Linked DNA regions of Zea mays: region 2 is linked to region 1. Evidence: chromatin contacts called from public Hi-C data. All regions are on one chromosome and are shown on one strand. The core of a region is the stretch at or near the end of the contact, and the rest is flanking DNA. Distances in the headings are between cores, read along the strand shown.

What was found. Hi-C and Micro-C count contacts between places; a contact is called where the count stands out from the background.
Region 2: a contact with region 1 is called in a Hi-C map of tassel, with 4 times the contacts expected there. The contact joins the promoter of LOC542255 here to the promoter of LOC100191793 in region 1. A contact is called at or near these places in 3 of 25 Hi-C or Micro-C datasets (ear, leaf and tassel).

Annotation. Positions count from the first base shown.
Region 1 is chr7:3,293,265-3,298,720 of Zm-B73-REFERENCE-NAM-5.0, forward strand. It overlaps LOC100191793, which reads right to left and starts at 2,996. Exons shown (of 8, transcript NM_001137218.1): 1 at 2,813-2,996; 2 at 2,519-2,560; 3 at 2,294-2,425; 4 at 2,010-2,087; 5 at 1,082-1,311; 6 at 660-696. The coding sequence starts at 2,950.
Region 2 is chr7:3,778,795-3,784,250 of Zm-B73-REFERENCE-NAM-5.0, forward strand. It overlaps LOC542255 (rough sheath 1), which reads left to right and starts at 2,892. Exons shown (of 5, transcript NM_001111861.2): 1 at 2,892-3,548; 2 at 3,760-3,870; 3 at 3,978-4,125. The coding sequence starts at 3,213.

The DNA of each region.
Region 1 (5,456 bases), core at 1,746-4,245:
GTCTTGTCCGTAATTAGTGTGTATGACCCCTAAGTAGAACACAATTAGAGTGCTAAGAGACTTTCCTATGAAGATTTACATGGCATGGTTAGAGCTATACCTACTGGTGAGAAGCTTTTTATAGATCTCAATGGACACATAGGTACATGTTTCGAGGCAGTTCATGGAAGTTTTGGGTATTGTAGTAGGAATGACGAGGGAGAGGAAGTTTTGAACTTTGCAGTAGCTTTTGACTTGCTGATAACCAACACTTCCTTTAGGAAGAGAGAATCCCATTTAGTGACTCATAGTAGTTGTCAACACTCTAGTAAGATTGACTGTCCTCACAAAAAGAGACAAAAAACGGGCATTGCTTGGATTGCAAGGCGGTACCATGTTAAAATGGACGCACTAACAATCCAACCCAAAAGCTTAAGCTATTAGAAGAAGGTAGACAATCCAGTTATACACTTCAACAATACTTATCAATACCATACAGAAGTTCCATGCAAAATTTCAAATGTGTAAACTTTAAATCACTTTTATGTTTTGAACTATTCAACATTAAACTGGACTTTTAGGTTGTACACATACAGAATTCAACAAAGCAGATTGCACTCTTTCTGTCTTTCAGCAGAATGATATTCAGTAGACACAAAATGAACAGGTAGAAGGCACACCTTGATTTCAGCATCTGAAAATGGCTCTGACCTTGACCTGTGGAATGGAAAGAAAAAACTTATTTTTACGGGCAATTATGATGGTGTCGATTACTCAACATCACTATGGTCATGTTAGCAACAATTTCAGGGCATCATAAATGCTAAGTATGTGAATGACTAAAATAGCAAAGCAGGGTGATTCTTTTCTTTAACCAGGTGCAATCATAACATATAAAAGTCAAAGGTGAGAAAAATTACAATAAGCTATTCAAATGTATGTGGCATAATTATGGTTCTTTGCTAACATTGACTGCTACAGATAGATAAGGGGGCCAAACAATGACAGTGGTGAGTGTTTTTACAACAAACTCGGCCATACTCACATACACCTGCCAAATATATGTGAATGTTCATTGACAGGAAAGACTGCTAGTACATACCTGTCAAGGCCCAAAACAGAATAGTGGTGTGACATAGTGTAAGTCATGGCTTCCCTGGTCATTGCCCTGAAATTTGTCCTTTGATTGGCATAAAATGCTTCTGCGTTCCAGTACCAGTCATCTCTTTGATGATGCTGATAATAGTTGGGATTATGGCTATCCCAATTTCGATAATCCCGACATTTACTTCTCTCCTTTTTAAATACATCTTGCATGTGCCGTATGCGTTCCTACAGAAATCAGTACTGTTGGCTCAGGATTAGTTGAAACGAATCAGCATGCAAACGAAATGAACGAAATGTGACTAATATAGTGACACCAACTTGCAAGATGGTTCTTTATATGGTCATATCAAAGTTTTCTTCTGCTTAGAGTTCTCCCTGGGAAAAGAAAAGTTGATGAGGAAATATTGCTTGCTGCCATGTATGACCTTGGCTGCTTCATACTAACATTTTCCCAAGTCAATAGTCCATACAAACTGTTGTTTTTTCCAGAAGTTTATGTTCATCTGTAAGAAGCAACTGAGTAATAACAACACACCTAACGGCTGTACAGTGAATAGGCTAAGGTTGATTCCAATCCTTTCGGGTGATATTTACCGCCACATCAGCTACCGACCGGTCTATATCAACCATCGTCAAACCTTATCTACCACAACACTCAAGTGCACGGTCTTTACCGTCAGCCTATAGTCACCTCATCACCACATCAGCTTTTCTTTTATAGACTTTTAGTTGACATGAAACACGACGTTTTATTGCAATACAAATACATCTAATTACATAATTCATACATAACTCAAACATAATAATTAAAAATATATAATTTATAAATAAAATTACATAACTTAATCATAAAAATAATAAATAAATTATAAATAAAATCTAATTTATGGATTAGATTCTAGGCCTCTTAAGTCGGTCGTTACCGTGTTCGGGTCGATATTGACAAGTTCGTCCAATACAGTGGTCGGTGTCGACTGGCTCGACTCCAACGCGATTGCTACCTACCAGTTCAGACATTGAAACCGTCACTATCGGTAGCGATCTTGCTTCAGCAGTCGGTATCATTTATGGTTGTATCCAGCCTAATAGAAATTGTTTCTTAATGATACGCAGGAGTGCGTTCGAGAAAAAAAGGCTGATAGAATCACTTTAACGCGCAAATGTTTAAATGTATTTGTAATATCTTGTATGCGAGCAGGGCACTGACCACTCTTTCCCTTTGATCCTCGGTCCTGTCACGCATCCTCTGGTGATATCGTTCCCAGGCTTCACCGCACCGATGACGATTTGGTCGACGAGGTATGTCTTCCCAGAAAACATATGGTTCCGACCTACTAAGCTTCAATGGAGGAAAAAGGTTTCACCGATCCTCCCCCAAACACACCTTCAAGGCAATGTTGCTCCAGAGAACGAATGCTAAAATGACACCTACTTGAGTGTAGAACCAGCTGACCGTCCGGCGCAGTTGTCCGACCTACAAGTCCGCAAACAAATGCATCATCTCACACGTAAATGCACGAGCAGTAATATCAGCTGGAGTGGACCATCGTTTCAGAAGATTTGTCACAGTGTAACCGCACTAATGACAAGCACCAAATTCACGCATCCGGATGCCTCAGAGCCGCCGGGGCGAGGGATCGAGGGAGAAGCTATGCCTCAGGGCTGCGGGGCCGAGGGATCGAGGAAAGGGAGAAACGGGGCACGGAGAGCAGAGCAGCAGGCTTACGGCGGCGGTGGTGGCGGTAGCGCCAACGAGAGCGAAGAAGATGATGGCGGAGGGGAAGGCGCCCGAGTCCTCCTCCGCCGCGGGCGTCCCGGATCGCCACGGGCTCGCCTGGTGCTCGCCTTCGCGGCGGCCGGCCATGGCTCGCCGAGCAGGTGGCTGTCCGAATTGGGGATCTGGAGTCGCGTGACACCGGCGAGGGAATCAAGGGGCTCGGGCTGCAAGTGGGCCCTTGTCTTTTCCTGGAGTTGGGTGGGCTAGTAGAAGGAGCAGACCGATGGGCTGAGGCTTGTACAACTTTGATTGTACCGGCCGCGCTGGCCTTACTTGCGAAAAATCGTGGAGGGGTCAGGCCCACTTCCGTTGGTGGAGCCAGGATAGCCCAATAGCAAACTTGAGGCTCAGTCCACCATGGTCAGTAAGCCACGAAGATGGCTTAAAATACTGTCTAAAAATCAAAATATTATATCATTTAAAGTCCAAGACGCTAAAAGTAAATTAAGTTCTAATAATTAAGTTCTAAATCATGTAATTTAAGAAATAAATTATATTATTAGAAAACAATATTCGGTTTGATTGGTTGCCCGTATCAACTCATCTCGGACCATCGTATGCGTTGATTTTGTTTCAGCTTATGTTTGGTTGACTGTACGTGGTAGACGCATGTTGCATGAGTGGATGCAAAACAAGTTATTTTAAGGTTATTAACCTGCATCCGTCCGTACGCCCAAAACTACGGTATCCAGGCGGCCAGGGCGCGCCCAGCCTATCCATACGCGCACAGCTATCCAATCAAGCCCATTGAGAATGATGTAGAAAACAAGGATAGAGCACTAAGCCCGAATCTAATATATTTAGGTCACTTTATAGTCTGTCGTTAATATTTTTGGTAAAAATTATAAAATTGGGTACTATTCGAACTCCTTTTTATGAGTTAAGCTCTATATCTAACCGTTATATGACCTTGAATAAATGTTTCCTTTGTTGAGTAAAATATAAAAGACAAACTCATTAGGCTATCTCCAGCAACGTCCTCTATATCCATCATCTATATATGTCCTTTACAGTCTCCTCTAAAAGATTATGTCGGAGAGGGAATTCTCCGGCCGGGTGGCGGAGTGCATCCGTCCTAAATCCTAAGATGAGGAAGGGGCTTAAGCGTTTTGCCTGTCTTGCTAACGGACATAAAACACATGAACACGCGAGAGTTTAGAGTGGTTCAGGCCGCCGGAGCGTAACACCCTACTCCACTGTATGTTGGATTGCTGTGGAAGCTTGAGAATTGAGAGTCTAAGTTGAGTCTAAGCCTAAAGATTGAGCTTGTCTTGTAACGTTGCATGCCTCCCCTTTTATAACTAAAGGGGGACATGTACAAGAGTACTGAGCCCCGACATGTGGGCCCAGGAACATAGCGGATGTAGCTACTAATATCTTCTGCTGGAGCAATCTTCTTGCGCCCTGACACCCGAGATCTGCATAGTCTCGGCGTGCAGGGGGAAGCTTCTTACATAAGGGATGAGTACAGTGCACCGCGCAACACGGGCATACTGTTTCGACAATGGACTGGATAGGTGCGCCGTCTGCAGGGTGGCCCTGGCGCCGCCTGCCAGCGGAACGGACAGGACACAATAAATGTCGTGGGGGCACATCACCTGTCAGAAGGGTGGACAGGCGGTGTGTCCCCTCCGTAATAAATGCGGAGGCCGCGCGCCTCAGAGCCCTTATGTCACGCTCCGCCCGCTGGCCTACGTCACGGACAATCAGCCATGAGGCCACATTAGACCTTCGGCCGAGCGAGGAGTGGAGGCGTTCCGGATAGAGCCTGGACACGCGTCAATACCGGACCTATGCCTAGGTTACGACACTTCCTCTCCTGGGACCCTGTTATGTGTGGTCCGGAGCCCACTTGATGGGGTCCGAACCCTATCCAATGGCTCTGGGCTGCTTTACTTTGGGGGTCCGGGTTGTGCGCATAGGGGTCCTATGCCTTCTGGGCCTGGCGGTGTCGTCTCCGAGAACGCCACCTTAACTGCTCACGAGATACCCCTAGGGCCGTTCTCCGCGCGGTTAAGGGTAACCGCGCAGGCATCGTGCCTTTATACCGTAGTAAGGGGTACCCCTAATCCAGGGTACCGACAGTGGCCCTCAGGCTCGCCTTAGGGGAGGGTGCGAGCCTGCAGGTGGGGCCAGAGTTTGACTGGTGATCGGCTCGCTGCTCCTGCGCACCCATTGATGTAGTTACTGCCGGCCCGCCTATGGTCACGCCGACTGCCACGCCTGCCCCCGCGACTGACTGGCCCGTGACCTCCGTACTTAATGTCTTTGTTGGGCCATGCGCGGGGTGCCTCGAGTCGCTGCATCGGTTTTGAAAATTTATCTCCTTAGCCTTCTGCGACGGCCTCGAGAAGGCACGGTATTGGCACGAGCGGTGGTGCGACTTTCCTGCACCCAGGAACCGGCGCGCCGAATGTATGATATATGGGCCTGGGCCCCCATGCCAGAGGTTGGACCACCGGTTGCAGCGAAGCTGAGGGGGCGCGCAACCGCAGGGCGGTTGCATGCTCCTTGTGCGGCGGTTCGCCTCCTTGATCGCTGGTTGTGGTGAAGATGGAAGGGCGAATAACCGCAGGACGGTTGCACACTCCTT
Region 2 (5,456 bases), core at 1,642-4,141, 490 kb after region 1:
TATACATAGATGTGACCATGAACTTGCCATTTTTTATGGCTCCGCCAAAACAATTGGTGAGGTTGATTGGGACAAATTTTCACACCAGCCCATACTGAAAGGAAGATTTTTTCTTACCAACCTTATTCAAAAAGAAATATTAAGTTGTATAGTCCTTAGGATAATAGGATGTTTGCCACTATATATACCATCTTTTCTTCTTGATATCCTATAAACATTGGGCTAAACCTTACTAAACGACTTATCTCCTAACCAAATACCCCCCCTAAAACATAGTTTTTCGAAGCTTCCACTCGCCAAAAAAACATCCTTGACCTTCACGAGGCCACTCAAAAATGCAAATGCTCTGGCCTATGTTGCACTTGAATTAGGGATTTGATAAACATGTGTTTCTTACATAGAAGGTTTTGCCACACCCTGTTCCTATTATAAACCTAAACACCCAAATACTCAAAAGACACACACACATATATATAATGAGTTTCTATGCTTTAAATGCCTAGTCTAAATCAAAATCATCGCTAATTAACTTTTATTGTTTTGAGAAGAAATGTATTTTTCAAGAGAGGGTTGGGCGAGAGAACTATTTTTTTTCTTAAACTCCAATTCTGAAGGAGAATCGAGTTTCTAAACTAGCCATAAGATCGTGTGCACAGTCTACCTAAAATTTATCTAAAAGTACTATTTGCACGGTAGGCTATACTGTTTACATATTAAAGTTTGAATATAAGTATGTGGATGAGTAAGTACTAGAGATAGTCTAAGAGTTGCGTGAAAATTTATATTCGCACACACAAAGTAGGAAGAACATGGGACGGTTGGGGAAAAAGGCTGGGTATATATGACAAGCATTTTTTTACTTTCCCAAGGATTCATCTTTTCATCTTTTGTCTCTCTCGTTCCCAGAATCATCCCAGCGGTGAAAAGCGGACGACGGAACGGTGTGTGTGTGTGTGTGAGAGAGAGAGCACGTAACACATGCACATTGCAGGGCGTTTTACGGAGGGCACACGATGCGACTCCATCGATCGACACGGACGAGAAGCTAGCGAGCTGCGACACGTGCGAGTACGCGTCCTGTGGTTTGTCCTGGTCTCCCGGCTGGTCACTCCCGGCCGGCAGATGACATGACCCGGATGCAACAATTCACAAGCCCGGGACCCGGGACTGAGGACTCCTCTCCAGGTACATACAGCAGCAGCAATAGTCATTCGCTAGCAAAAAGGGCACCGATCATGCATGCACATTCCTCGCGTAAAACCTTTATATAACAACGGATAAATTTTCAAACTTTCACCGTCTTATTGAATTTTGAGCACTGCTGCTTCTACATTTTTTGGAATATGTATTGGTAGATGACACACATCGACATTCACATCGAATCATTTTTTATTAAATTTCTCATGAAACATGTTTTGATGTTATATGTATTCGATCGGGTCTATACTCTATAGAAGGTAATACAATTTTCTATACAATTTGATTCTGGTCAAAAAAAAAGAAACAAAGTTAAACGAAGAGAAAATATAATCACATGATGCGACGGCCTAGTAAACCAGTGTGTTAGACACTTCCACAAAAATAATTATAAAAATAAATTTAATATTGAAGTGAACATATATTCCACATATCAGATAAAATATTAAACTGGTAAAGAACAAATATTATACTTTATTTTAGTCAAAAGGTCGAGAAAGATATGAGTTGAAAATGAGCCAACCGCTTTATTATAGCTCGCCATCTGTGGGTTAACGACCCACTGATAGACGAGAAGCGGGGAGAGGAAAACAGATGTGCGCTTGGTGTATGTAGTACGACCCCAAAAAATACCTTAAATTTAATATTACAATGAACATATAATCCATAGATTGAATATTAAACTGATAAGAATAAATGTTATATTTTATCTTAGCCAAAATATCGATAAAAGTTTGTGTAGAAAAGGAGTTGAATCCTCTTTTTTATAGCTTGCTTGGTCGCCCTTAGGTAGTGTTTGGTTGAAGAGCCAAGTAGAACGGAACGACTCCGTTCTACTTAGCTAGCGGACTGATACATGAGAGCGCTACGGTGCGTGACACTTCCTGTCGTATTGGGCTGGGATAGTTTCTCACGTTTATATGTGAATTAACAGCCTGCCTGGTAGGCGAGAAGCAATGGGAGGAAACCATGGGCCTGTTTGGTTCAGCTTTTTTCTGTCCAACTTTTTTGAAAATCTGGCTGTGGGAGAATCTGAGTATCATTACGATTACGTGTGGAGGAAGATAAAGTTGTTCATATAGCTCAGGATTTAGAAAGTGACGGATTCCTACTATTACAGCGACTCAACCGATTATGTGTTTATGTAGATTTTGGATGGTTTTTTCCCTAACGAATTTTATAGAAGCTGGCTAAAAAGCTGAACGTTTGGCAGTCCGCAGCAGCTTTTGGTGGCTAGAAGCTGTCAGAAGCCGAAACAATCAGGGCCCATATGCGTGTGACGCAAGACTACCGTCGAATGTTTTTGCATATGATATGTTCCCTTTTAAGATATATAAAACTTGTTACAATAATAGAGTTGTGCAACAAATAACTTTTAAGATAGCAATGATTTTGTTTTTGCAGACAACGATATGTTAAAGGAAGCAGTTAATACTCAAAATATATTTTATATTGGTTTTCTATACTGGAAACACTTTTAACATCTGTATGGAGGGTTATTATTGTCCTTTTGGTTTAACCTAGGCATGCATGTTCATTTTCTCATGGAGGAGCAGCCATACGTACGTGGATATAATTTTTTTTCAGATGAATACCCATACGGCGGCATACGTCCCGTGCTGCCGCTGCTGCAGTGAGATTTGACGCGAGAAAAGAGGTCGCCACCAGCCAGCCATCCACATTCCGATTCCACACAGGGCCGGCAGTAGTGCACAGTGCAGCCGCTGCTGCTCTGCCCTCTACGGCTACGAGTGCGAGGAGCCGAGGACACCTTTCCCTTTCCCTTCCACCTCCCCTCCCCTCCGTCTCTCGTCCCCATTAATATCTAGCCGCCTCTCCCCCCGTCTCTTCTCCAAAACTGTGAGCGAGAGGCAGGGAGTGCGCTCGACGGCCGCCGCCATTAGTGATTTAGTGTTGAGAGAGGGAGAGAATCTAAAGTGACCGGACGCTGTCCTTCCTTGCTGATCGGCGACACGGTCCATCCCTCCCTCGCTCGCTAGGGTTCCTTTTCGTCCATGGATCAGAGCTTCGGGAATCTCGGGGCCGGAGCTGGGAGCAGCAGCGGGGGCTCCAACTCCAAGGCGGCGGCAGCCGCCGTGTCCTCCTCGTCTTTCCTGCAGCTGCCGCTGTCGACGGCGTCCCCCGCGTACTACGGCGCGCCGCTCGCGCTCCTGCACCACGCCGCCGCGGCCCCGTCGTCGTCGCAGCAGCACCAGCAGCAGCAGCACCACCACCACTACGCCAGGCACGGCGCCGAGATGTCGGCAGCGGAGGCCGAGGCCATCAAGGCCAAGATCGTGGCGCACCCGCAGTACTCGGCGCTCCTCGCCGCCTACCTCGACTGCCAGAAAGTACTTCGCTTGAGCTACCCCGACCCCGGCTGGCGTGACCTGCCGTCGGAAAAACCGCATCTTTTTTTATATCTTGATTCGTGAAGCGAGATTTGCTTAATTTGATGCGTAAATCTATCCACGCCTGTCGCGTCCTCACGCTCACCCTCACAGTCACAGGACAGCACGGTGGCTATGAAATGATGCGCGCGCTGTGTCTGTGTGATTGCAGGTGGGCGCGCCGCCGGACGTGCTGGAGAGGCTGACGGCCATGGCGGCAAAGCTGGACGCGCGCCCGCCGGGCCGCCACGAGCCGCGCGACCCGGAGCTGGACCAGTTCATGGTCGGTTCCCATGATCCCGTCCCCGTTCATCAATCCACACAGCCTGCTCGAGTCTAACCTATTTTCATCTCTCTCTTCCAATCCCACGCATGATTGCTCGCGTGCAGGAGGCGTACTGTAACATGCTCGTCAAGTACCGGGAGGAGCTCACCCGGCCGATCGACGAGGCCATGGAGTTCCTCAAGCGGGTGGAGGCGCAGCTCGACTGCATCTCCGGCGGCGGCGGCTCCTCCTCAGCGCGCCTCTCGCTCGCCGGTAAGATAGATGGACCGACCGACCGATCGGGGTCGTCTTGCTGCTCGATCCCTCCTCCTTCCGCTCTCGCCGGCACCGCTCGTACATGGCATGGCGGCGGTACGTACGGCGGCCGCGTGTTTTTATATCGCCACAACCACACATACTAGGATGAGGATTGCCGCATTGGGAATGGCTGCTTTCTAGATAGTGGGGGTGGATGTGGATCATTGCCATTGTGAGCTAGTAGCTAACCTGCACCTGCCCGCCCTTCTGACCCTTCCCTCGCCATTACTTTAATCACATCCTCCTAATTAAAAAAATCCAATTAACCACCAATCAGATAACCCCCAGCACGCGCTAATACATAGTCTAATCACGAAAGGGTTAGCCACGGGATGAGCTTTTGGTTGGCATCGAGGGCACAGTGAGGCGCCGTGTCGCATGGCCAGAGCCTCCTCTCGTTCCTCGCCATTGTTTAATCACCATCTCCGCTGGCATTATCTTATCCTATTATTATTAATAATATTATTACCTGATGGGTTGGATCCAGCACAAGCTACTCCTTGACTGCTCTCTTTAGCCTTTCTTTTTCAACTGACAATTGACAAGTGACAGCAAGCTTGCTTGCTTGCCTGCCTGCCTCTGATGTTGATTATTTAGGGTTCCAACTTCCAAGGCATGAGAATCCGTCTGTTTCGTTTCGCTCGTTACATCTTTGTGTGTACTGTGTAGGTATAGCTGCTGCTGCTACTCTAGTCGTAGCTAGCAGCATCCCGTCTCTCCCGTCCCATGCATCTCTTCTTTTCTTGCATCTCAGCTGTACAGTACTAGATTAGAGACAGATCAGAGGTGCATTGGGAAATGGTGCCATGGCTGACCTGTTCTTCTTCACCTGTCTCAACTGTAGTACTCCTACTCCTACTGCCATCGTGCTGGGTTGCAGCAGCACAGGCGTCTCAGTGTGTGTGTGTGAGAGAGAGATAGTCGCCGTTCGTGTCTTCCGGGGGGTGCTGCCGGCCTGCTTTGCATCTGGACGTGCAGGCGGTGCAGCTACTACAGTGTATTTGCAGATTTGTGTTTATGCTACACAGGGCCAGGGGGGAGATCTGTGTGGAACTGTTCTACGCCACTCTGGCTGTGCCAAGCTGTGTACAGGAGCATAGGCCGCTGATCTATAGATAGGCGTCTTATATTGGTTTTAGTGCATGTTCAGATATTTCCTACAACAGAAATCACCCCGAAATCTCCAGTCTCAGAAAGCTGCTATGCCTCAGCCACTGATGGTTTAGCTTAGTTATTGCACCTGTTTCTGAATCGTGAAATGGTAGGATCTAATGTATCTGTGTTGT